2 separate regions of the Mus musculus genome follow, and region 1 is linked to region 2. The links are chromatin contacts, called in public Hi-C maps. All regions are on one chromosome and are shown on one strand. Each heading gives the region's core, a stretch centred on a gene start, on an enhancer-like site or on the middle of the called end of the contact. The rest is flanking DNA. Distances are from core to core; before and after follow the strand shown.

Evidence for each region. Hi-C and Micro-C count contacts between places; a contact is called where the count stands out from the background.
Region 1: a Hi-C map of muscle stem cells shows a contact between it and region 2, with 5 times the contacts expected there. The contact joins two enhancer-like sites. A contact is called at or near these places in 1 of 15 datasets of contacts at CTCF or cohesin (stem cell-derived epiblast-like cells), 15 of 484 Hi-C or Micro-C datasets (the C2C12 cell line, the N1E-115 cell line, adipose-derived mesenchymal stem cells and 11 more) and 1 of 115 datasets of contacts at active chromatin or transcription factors (bone marrow-derived dendritic cells).

Annotation. Positions count from the first base shown.
Region 1 is chr13:99,826,458-99,831,650 of GRCm38.p6, reverse strand. No RefSeq gene overlaps it. Among named protein-coding and RNA genes, the nearest start is that of Cartpt, 72 kb to the left of the region's middle. Within about 2 kb of position 1,285, at least 40 of the 459 cell types and tissues checked have an H3K27ac peak or open chromatin away from gene starts, as enhancers often do. A contact at or near this core is called in muscle stem cells, where this site is marked.
Region 2 is chr13:99,154,965-99,160,262 of GRCm38.p6, reverse strand. No RefSeq gene overlaps it. Among named protein-coding and RNA genes, the nearest start is that of Gm41036, 19 kb to the left of the region's middle. Within about 2 kb of position 2,387, at least 18 of the 459 cell types and tissues checked have an H3K27ac peak or open chromatin away from gene starts, as enhancers often do. A contact at or near this core is called in muscle stem cells, where this site is marked.

The DNA of each region.
Region 1 (5,193 bases), core at 36-2,535, 670 kb before region 2:
TTGATGGAGGGAATCTATTCAGAAGATATACATTTTCTTGTAATATACTCTCTTCCAAGATTGACTGTCTAAAGAAGTGCTTTTTAATTGGCAAGCTGAAGTGTGGTATTTCTAAGTAGAATTGCTTCATTGTGCCTTCGGGTCTCCTCCCAAAGCAATCCCAACTTTAGACTCGGAATCTACTTTCTCTTCCCAACACAAATTCTCATGGGGCAAGAAAGACTCTTCATGGTACAGATGAATCCATGTGGAACATAATTTAGTTCTTCAAGAACTGGAATTTTCTCCCTATCCAAATGAGACCACTTGGGTTAAGTGTTGGAAACCTGATTAGATTTTGTGGAGTTAGGATTTCCTGAGGTTTCCATCAGTTTGAAACACATGGTCTAAATTTTGGTCATGCAGTTCTAGAAATTGATTTTTCTTCTTCTTCTTCAAGAAGTTGCTTGGCACTGGTACCTTTAAGTCACATGAAAATGGGAGATGTTCCAAGTCTTAGTCACATCTGTACACTTTGGTGGAGTTTTATCAAATCACAGTGGTGAGTCACGTTTGGAGTGCAGAAGTGTGGAATGGAAATGATCACGGATGTTTAGACTTGAAAATGCCCAATTTCTAATTGGACTGAGTCAAAAATTACCTGGTTTTCCCTCCGCAAGTGCTAGAAAACAGGCTCCCTTCAGAGCAGCATGGCATGGGTCCCCACTTGTTTGTTTCTTTGCTGGAATTCTGGGAAGTAACTCTTTTTTTTAGTACTTTTTTTAAAAGATTTATTTATTTATTATATGTGTGTACACTGTAGCTGTCTTCAGATACTCTAGAAGAGGGCATCAGATTTTTGTTACGGATGGTTGTGAGCCACCATGTGGTTGCTGGGATTTGAACTCAGGACCTTTGGAAGAGCAGTCGGGGGATTTGAACTCAGGACCTTTGGAAGAGCAGTCGGTGCTCTTAACCGCTGAGCCATCTCACCAGCCCCGGGAAGTAACTCTTACAATGCAAAGTGAACAGCTACTATTGTGTTTAGAGTTGGTGAACTGATGAACATGGAAAACCAGGGAGTGTTCTACAGATCAGGTATAATCAGGATCTCTTCCACTTTCTGGGTAGAAGGGCATTGGGCTGCCAATCTTGTTCAAACAGGGAGTGACTAAAGGGCTTACTCTGCAGCCGAGCTTGCGTAAAAAAACTTCTTAGAGATTTATTTTGTACTAAGCATGAGTCATTTGTTCCCCAGAAAAACCCTGTAGTTGTTAGTGATTCTGTAGACTTCACTGATCTGAGTGTCAGCTGAGACACTCTAACTTTGTTCAGGCCATGAAGAAATAGAGTTGGAGCAAGCATAGTCTGACTCATAATCTGTGTGCTTGACTACTGGACGTCTCTACCTCTCAGCTGTGAGCATACTGTCTGTGACTTATATTTTGGGCCTCTCTGGAGAAACTAGTACAGATGTGGGCGGTACAGTTACTTGTGCTGGCTCATTTTTTTTTTAAATGTCAGTTTGACACAAACTAGAATCATTTTGGAAGAGGGAACCTCAACTGAGAAAATACCTCCACCAGATTGGCTTATGGGCAAGCATATGGTACATTTTCTTGGTTGCTGATTGATGTGAGAGGGCCCAACTCTCTGTGGGCAGTGCCACAGGCTTGTGGTTCTATTTCTATAAAAAAGCAATCTGAGCAACCCCAAATGAGCCAGCTTGTAAACAACACTCCTCCATGACCTGTGCATGAGTTTATGCATCCAGGTTCCTTCTTTGTGTTCCTACCCTGACTTCCTTAGATGTTGGATTATAAGGAATAAGCTGAAACAAACGTTTTCCTCCTTAGGCTGACTTTGTTTTGGTATTTTATCATAGCAATAGGAACTATAACTAAGATGCTTGTATAAAGGTTTTAGTTTCCAGTAATTACTGCAGAGTTTCCTGTGTAGCTGGAGACAGAATGACGCTAAGCAAATCTGCCAAGGCACTGAGAATCTGCTGGAGTTACTGCTGATAAAGGCAGGAAGAAGAGCTAAATGCCTATGCTCTGGTGCCTTGTGTTCGAACAACAGAACAGACCAGGTCTATTGGAAAAGTGGAATCTAGTTGCAAGGGAGCCTGCAGTAGAGACCTATATGGCCTATAGAGTAAAACCTATATTGAACTCAGAGGACACAAGAGTTCCTTGCTTAGGAATATTAGAAAGGCCAATTAAAACTATTCTTCTTTGTGACTAACAGTTTAAGTAGCCAAAAGAGACTGTATACTGAAAATAAACAATCAGTGGCTGAAAGAAAATCAGCTAATGAGATTTCAGTGTCTGGAGAGCTGGTGGGCATATAGGGTTGCAGGTCAACTTTGAGCATGAATGCCAAGTTAGGAGTTACAGGGGTTTAATCCTACTCAAGTTCGAGGAAAGTATTTGTGTCAGATTAACCAGGCTCTGAAGAGAGTTGATTAAAGAGAAAAATGCCAAATCACTTGAAAAAAAAAAGTTCTTAACTGTTGAAATAATACATGTTAATTATTTGAAAAGAACTTTATAAATAAATTCCTTCATTATACCAGGAATCCAGTTTAAGTGCTTATTGTGCATCAGATATGGGTAAGGCAGTTGAGATTCAACAAGAACAAGGTGGATAATCAGCTGCCCTTCAGATGCTCAAGTTTTAGCAGCAAGGGAGGTGGTGATATGGTAATATAATGATTGTGTGAAGCAGACAACTAATATGGGAGAACATAAGGCCTGTGGGGGAAAAATGGCACAAAATAAAGAGAAAAGAGAGCCGAGGTAATATGGAAGGGGCTGAGGTCTAACTGGAAAGGGTGGTTAGGGTAGATCTCTTTAGAAAGATGGCATAGAGAGAGGCTTTAGATACAGTCGGGTAGGATGTTAGACAGAGTCGGACCAGCACACCAGCTCTGGGGTGAGGAAACTCTTCCAAGGATCAAGTGAGCCAGGGAGACAGCACACAATGATGAGGTCAGAGAAGCAATGACTACAAGAACATGCAGAAAACAAGGGTCTCCTGCTGGAGGGTTTCCAGCAGTGATACAAGAGAACCTAGCTTTACATTTAAAAAATCTTATTCTAGCATCTACAAGGATTAGATTGTTGAGGGGAAGGGGAAAAGTAGTGAGACCAAAGAGGAGGCTCACACAGTAAGCCAAGTGAGAGAGGATGGCGGTTTCTGACACTTGGGTCAGGTTGGAAGTAGTGGAGACAGAAAGTAAGAGAGGTATTGTCATCTTGGAATATCTTGGTCAGAGCTGGCAGGATCACTGGCAGACATGTAGGCTATAAAAAGGAGAGAAAAAAGATGAACCAAGTCTTCTAGATAGAGCAACAGGGAGAAAGACGTTACCATCAATAGTGATGGGTATGACAGCATTACGGAGGGAGATATCAGTGGCTCAGTGGTGGGCGTGTTGAGATCAAGACCTTGAATGTAGATGTTGAGTAGGTAGTTGGATGTGTGGAGCTGGAGTGTGGGAGTGAGGCTAGGTTGGGTTGTTGGATTTGGACTGGGCTTTGATGGGGTTATCCAAAGAATAACAAATATCACCAAATCCTATCACTTAGAGATAGCCAAAGTTAATATTCTAGTAATTTTAATTTCTTCTTCAGATTTCACTCACTAGTACAGATTTAAGTAACGCACACCTTAGTTTCTGACACAGTAACGCTTCATAGTAAGGCTGCTAACATTTAGTGGCATATAACACACATTTGCCTCTCCTCCTCATGGGTCTGTGTGTTGGCCGAAGTGTCTTTTCTTAGGCTGTGGTTTGATCGGCTTGGTTGAAAGTCTCACTTGGTGTCCTTCCATTCCACTTGTCTTGCATTCCTCTTGGGTCAGCAGCTTCCAAGGACATATTTTTCTTGTGGTGTTGGCAGGAATGCAAGCGTGGAAACCGACCCACATAATGCCTCTTAAGGGCTTGGTTTGGACTGACGGATTGTCACTTTTGCCTATGTTCCCTTAGTCAAACAAGTCAGATGGCCAAACCCACGATTAGTGGAGATGGAAAGGATACTCTGCCTACCCAAGTGCACGGCAAGGTCACATGGCAAGGGAAAAGTGGAAAACTACTGTAGGATCCAATGTAAGCAGTATATTATAAAACTCGAAACATAGATTCTTATTTAAAGTATAGATTTGGATAATCATATGATATCATGTACACTATTTTATACACAAATTTATTCTAAATATATTGTACATTTTTTCTGTATATATGTACATATTATTTTATTTTATTTTATTTTATTTTATTTATATGAGTACACTGTAGCTGTCTTCAGACACACCAGAAGAAGGCATCCGATGCCATTACAGATGGCTGTGAGCCACCATGTGGTTGCTGGGTATTGAACTCAGGACCTCTAGAAGAGCAGTCAGTGCTCTTAACTACTAAGCCATCTGTCTAGTCCCATATGTACATATTCTAATGCCTGCAACAGATTTTATCATATGGACATACAATAACTTATTTAATGGATCTCCTCTTTATGGACATTTTGATTATTCATGATCTTGCATTAGTACAAGTAAAACTGAAATGAAGATTTTTCTATTTACATCTTTGAAAACGTTTGTGAATTTTGGTTCAGATCAATTTCTAAAAGTAGAGCACAGGGTCAAAGTGTAAAAGGGCACAAATACTGAACCATTTTGAGTAGATGTTATTCACAGACCTTTGTGTCAACTTGACACAGCTGAAGTTATCACAGAGAAAGGAGCTTCAGTTGAGGAAATACCTCCATGAGATCCATCTACAAGGCATTTTCTCAATTAGTGATCAAGGGGGAAGGGCCCATTGTGGGTGGGACCATCTCTGGGTTGGTAGTCTTGATTCTATAAGAGAGCAGGCTGAGCAAGCCAGGTGAGGCAAGCCAGTAAAGAGCATCCCTCCATGGCCTCTGCATCAGCTCCTGCTTCCTGACCTGCTTGAGTTCCAGTCCTGACTTCTTTGGTAATGAACAGCAGCATGGAGGTGTAAGCCGAATAAACCCTTTCCTCCCCAACTTGCTTCTTGGTCATGATGTTTGTGCAGGAATAGAAACCCTGACTAAGACAGTTGGTTAGTAAAGACAGAGACGTCTTTGCATGTGTAGGGGCCAACTGATAATTCCTTTTGCAAATTGGTAGTTATGTTTTTATTTCTATGGCAGACTATGACCCTACCGGGGCTATTAACAT
Region 2 (5,298 bases), core at 1,138-3,637:
AGAATTTGCCTCACTGCAAGGTGTTCCAAGAGATAGTCCTCTGATTGTATAGAAAAGCCCACACAATGTCTCTGGTCCTTAAGTGCCCCTAAATGTTGCTAAAGGTTAGCCAATGATAAACTGCCAGCTCTAAAACTATGACTAAAAACTGCCCCTCCCCGCCAATGTATAAAAGGTGTGTGCTTTAGCTACTCAGGGTCGCTTCTATCCCGATTTCAGGACAACCCCAGCATGCTGGATTAATAAACCTCTTGCTTTTTGCATCGATCTCCATCTCTGCATCTCTGTCCATGGGACATCCTGGACGTAAAGCTTCTCAGGTCTTACACGATGCTCTAGAGACTTGCTATAGACCAGCTATCCTCTAGACCAACTTGCTCTGTGCTTTCATAATTTCTCCAAGCCATGCAAAAGAGAAAGTGTTTGCTATTTTGAAACAACCAGTCACTTTATTTTCTCATGCTTCCAGGCCCACTCCTGACCCTCAGTTCCATCTATCAGCTGTAAATGCGCCACAGCAGGACCCACAGAAGCAGACAGAGGACTGAGCACCCAGTTCTTCAAGAAAATGGCCAGTACAAGGTTTTCTAACCACACTGTTTACCTGAAATATTTGAACTATTTTTCCATTTTGATTGTTTTATACTTTGTTCAGGTGTTTTCTAGGCGGTGTCAGAATCAGAACCATTACTGTTTTATAATTATCTAACAATTTTTATTTTGTTCACTACTTGAGGTCCGTTTTTAAATTGGGTTGACTTGTCTGGAAATTTAGCACAATAAACATCTTGGCTCATTTGCCCCCTGCAGCTCCACTGGTTTGAGCTTATGGGATGAAAACTAATTTTAAAACAAGCACGGGGCATTGAAAGGCAAGCTTTTGCTGGCAAAGGAGAAAAGGGGAAGTGAAAAAAGAAGGAAAAAATGAAATAACGCAGCATTAATAGCCTGCTGGTATTCTTCAGACATCTGGTGCTCTCTATTCTTCAGAAAAAGTGCTAACTAAAAAACCTCCCAAAGGCCTTTGGGAGTGAGCAATGGTTCAACTCTAGGAAGATGCAAATCTTGAAGGTTACACAAGATGACAAACAGCAACTGGCTCCTCCCCCAGGACAGCAGTGCACTGGCAGAGCAGTGTCTCTGAAGGCTGTAGAAGGTGGTCATTGAGCGTGGAACAATGGAGTCAGGAAGAATAGAGAGAGTGATGAGCAATACAAGTGAAACCAGAGGAATGTGTGTGACCCTAAGTAAACATAAATCCCCCAGGAGCAAGGGGAGACTACGTAAGAGTCATACCTGACCCAAGACCAGAGCAGATAGGTCATAGCAGCTGCCTGCTCCTCAGAGACTTCTGTGCACAGTGCAAATTGTGAGTCATCCTTCTGCATGAAAGAGCAGAGATCTCTGCTTGTCTGTGCCTCAGTCCCCCGCTCCCAGCCAGCCCTCTACCTGCTTCACTTCACTGGCTACACTTCCTCATAGACTTGATCACCTACCCCCATCAGGGATTCTTCAGTCCCAACATTTATGTCTCCAGTTTTCCTTCTCCTACCTCAAAGCTCTACCTCTTTCCATGTTGGCTTTGATAACTAAGCCTCCTGCTTGCACAAATGAGCGTCTTGAAGGCAAACTATAGGCCTCCACTCATTGACTCACTTGTAGACTGACTCGTGTTGGAAGAGGTTTTCACTGTAACCAACCACTTGTAGCCAGGTTTAGGAGAGCCATCAGATTCAAAATGTGGCCCACCAATGGTTCTCAACCTGTGGGTCACGGCCTATATACCTGATGTGTTTATATTGTAAATCACGAGCATAGCAAAATTATAGTTATGAAGTAGCAACAAGAATAATTTTAAGGTTGGGGGTCACCACAACATAAGGAACTGTATTTAAGGGACACATTAGGAGGGCTGAGAACCACTGATCTAGGCTGCCATTGGCAGAGACTGAGTTGAGGAGGCACTGTAAAATATGTCTAGTGAGATCCTAGACCTCCTAAGAATGCTAATTTGGTTTAATACTCATTGTTTACATGGAAAAAGGGCCCATATAATCCAGTGAAGATTAAAGTTAAAGAAAGAATTTCAAGTTATGTAAAAGTTTGCTTATTCCAAGCATCCTGTGCCTGAGACAGCTGTGGTCGCTATTCTTTCCTAGGGATTTAGAAGATTTATCAGTATTTTTTCTTTTAACCATAAGTTAAAATAAAGGAGCTGTTGTGATGTTCACTACTTTTCTGCTTGGTGCAGCTTTCTTTTCCAACTGGACTTTCCAACAGGAATGTTTCCTGACAACATTCCTAAATCCATTTTGCCTGCAGCTTGTCACAGCTGCAGGGAACATGACTCACATCTTTTTTTGCACCTTCCGTAGGATGGAGTGTGGGCTAAATCTACAATTATCGTACTACAGGAAATAAATGTCTGCATCCATACCTGGGAGTTGCTGGGATAAGCATTGTGAACAAAAACAACTTAGGGAATGTATGGGTTTGCTCCAGTTTAGACTTCCAGGTCACAGTCCATCACTGAGAGAAGTCAGGCAAACTCCAGGGTCCAGAGGCAAAAACTGAAGGAATGCTGCTTAGTGGCTTGTTCCCTCTGGCTTGCTCAACTTGATTTTTTATACAGCCCAGGACTTCCTGCCTAGGGTGACACCACTCACAGTGGGCTGTCCCACCCTATAGCAATCTTCAGTCAAGACATTTTCTCCACATATATGACTATAGGCCAATCTGATAGAGGCGATTTCTCAGCCAAGTTTCCTTTTTCTCAAATGACTCTAGTTCAGGTCAAATTGACAGTTAAAATAAACCCGTGTGCTGGTCAATATAGTAATACGTTTCTCCTCATCCTTTCAAAATAATACCATGTTCTTACTGAAAATATAGGCATAATTTAAAGGCCAGTGTAAATGAAGCTGGCATAAAACATTAGGGTTTTCCTGCCATCTTCATGTCCCTCTGCCAAACCACACCTTCCAAAGTCAGCCAAGTGCCAGTTGATCTGTAAAATTCCTAGGATAATAATGGTTGAAATGAGAAGCACAAAAGAAAAAAATGCTAGGGAGAAGTTTTGATGGCTTTGGAAGAGTCCCAAAGCCAACAGTAAAGAATGGTTATAGACAATGTCTTAGTTACTGCTCTATTGTTATGAAGAGATACCATGACCAAGGCAACTCCTATTTTTAAAAGCATTTAATTGAGAGCTTGCTTACAGTCTCAGAGGTTTAGGTCATTGTCATCATAGCAAGGAGCATGGTGGCACACATGGCAGTGGGGCAGTAGTTGAGTTACATCCTGACCCACAAGCAGAGAGGGAAATTGACTGGGCCTGATGTAGGGTTTTGAGACCTCAAAACCTGCTCCCAATGTCACATTTCCTCCAATAAGACCACACCTCCTCCAACAAGGCCACACCTCCTCCAACAAGGCCACACCTCCTCCAACAAGGCCACACCTCCTCCAACAAGGCCACACCTCCTCCAACAAGGCCACACCTCCTAATCCTTCTCAAGTAGTGCCACCCCCTGGTTCAAATATATGAGGTAATCAATGTCAGGAAGGAGCTCAGTAGGCAGCCGGAAATGTCCTCAAGAGCAACTGCAATGGCACTGCCAATCTTGGAAGCTCTACGCCAGAAGGAAGACGAGACAGAGGCCCAGGCCCCTTGAGAAAATAGACATCAAGGACATCAAGTGAAGAGATAAAGATCCTAGTCTGGAACAACAGAGCAGAGGATAGGCTTCTGGGCTGCTAGTGACCAAAGCTGAGGATGAACAGACGCAGGCTGTGAAGTCTCAAGTGTGGTGGGCAGAGGCAGTGCAGCAGGTTATTTGAACCTATCTTCCAAGTTTGGAAAATAGAAGTGTAGACAGATCAAGGTTTTCATCGGCCTTTGCCTTGGAGCTCTTGTGCGTTCTTACTATGCATTAATTTGATCTCACTTTGTCTCCTAATCTAATTTGGGCACTTGATTGCAAGGGCTATTCATCTATTCAAACCAGCTCAAGTCAAAATGATGCTCATGGCAGGAATTCAGGAAGTGGTAAGACTCTAGAGGAAGAAACTAGGGATTGGGGTCTGCCACTCCTTGTTTCTTCTCTATGATGGTAGATACGTTGCTTTGCATAACCATCCCACCTGTATGCCTACTGCTCTTGACCTACTCCAACTGTACTTCCATTCTTCAAATCCAAATGGCCTCAGTTACCTGCTCAAATCTTACATCATGCTCTCTCCTTCAAGAGCTCATCACTAACCTGCTGAGTGTCTCCATTTCTCGGGGATAATTCTGTGCTAAAGGAATCCAAACAGACCAAGGTGTTTGTTTCTAGAATGTTCCCAGAACGTGGACAACTGACTGTGGGCTAGGTACTCACTCAGGAGACCTGGGAGAGGGGACAGAATTCCTTGATCCTAAACAATGATTTAGGGCAGATACCTGTGTATGGTAGGTAAGGTTTGTGTGGGTTATATTTCTAGGTCATGCTCTCAATGCGTTGTAGGATTCTGGAGGGCTGGGATGGCAATATGTCTAGCGTATATGTGCAGAAGAACCTCTCTTCATCAGCCTCCACTTAGCTGTTTCTCTAAGCTTATTTTTTCTCCCTATAAAACTAATCACCCAGTGTCCACAGAAAGAGAAACGCCCCAGCCAGTCCCCTTCCTGATGTCCCTACTCATCACTACTGGTTTGAGTTGTCAGCTTGCCAAGGATCAGCCTGGGTTGTAACTATGCCCGGTTATACTGGTAGTGCTTTTATTATAATAATTGTGTGGCTAATTAATTAATGCAAAGCATTGATAGAAAAAAATAATAGTTTCTATGGAAACCAATTTGAGTGCTTTGAAAAGACTCATTAAATTGAATTGAATACATATAGAAAAGCTTCACTATAAATGTCTAAGAGACAGCTCTGAGAGTAATGAAGGATACATACGCAGTATATCACATACACACACGTACTCTGTACTCTGCTTTCTTGAAAACCGTTTAAGTTATTGATTCACTTGAAAAAAAAAAAACGAATCATGAACGCCTCACTTTCTACCAATAGGATTTATTATAGAATGTTAATCTGCCAACCTAGAAACAATGCAAAGGTTTCAGCCTTCATGAAAGAACAGTATGTGAATTATATTACATGTACTTTATTTGAATTTATGTGTTTACATATTAATTTGCAGGTATATTGCTGTGCTTTGGATATGACATGTCTCCCATAGGTTCAGTTGTTGAATATTTAGCTCCCAGCTGCTAGTGTTGTCTGGGAGGTCATGGACCAAGGGCTGTGG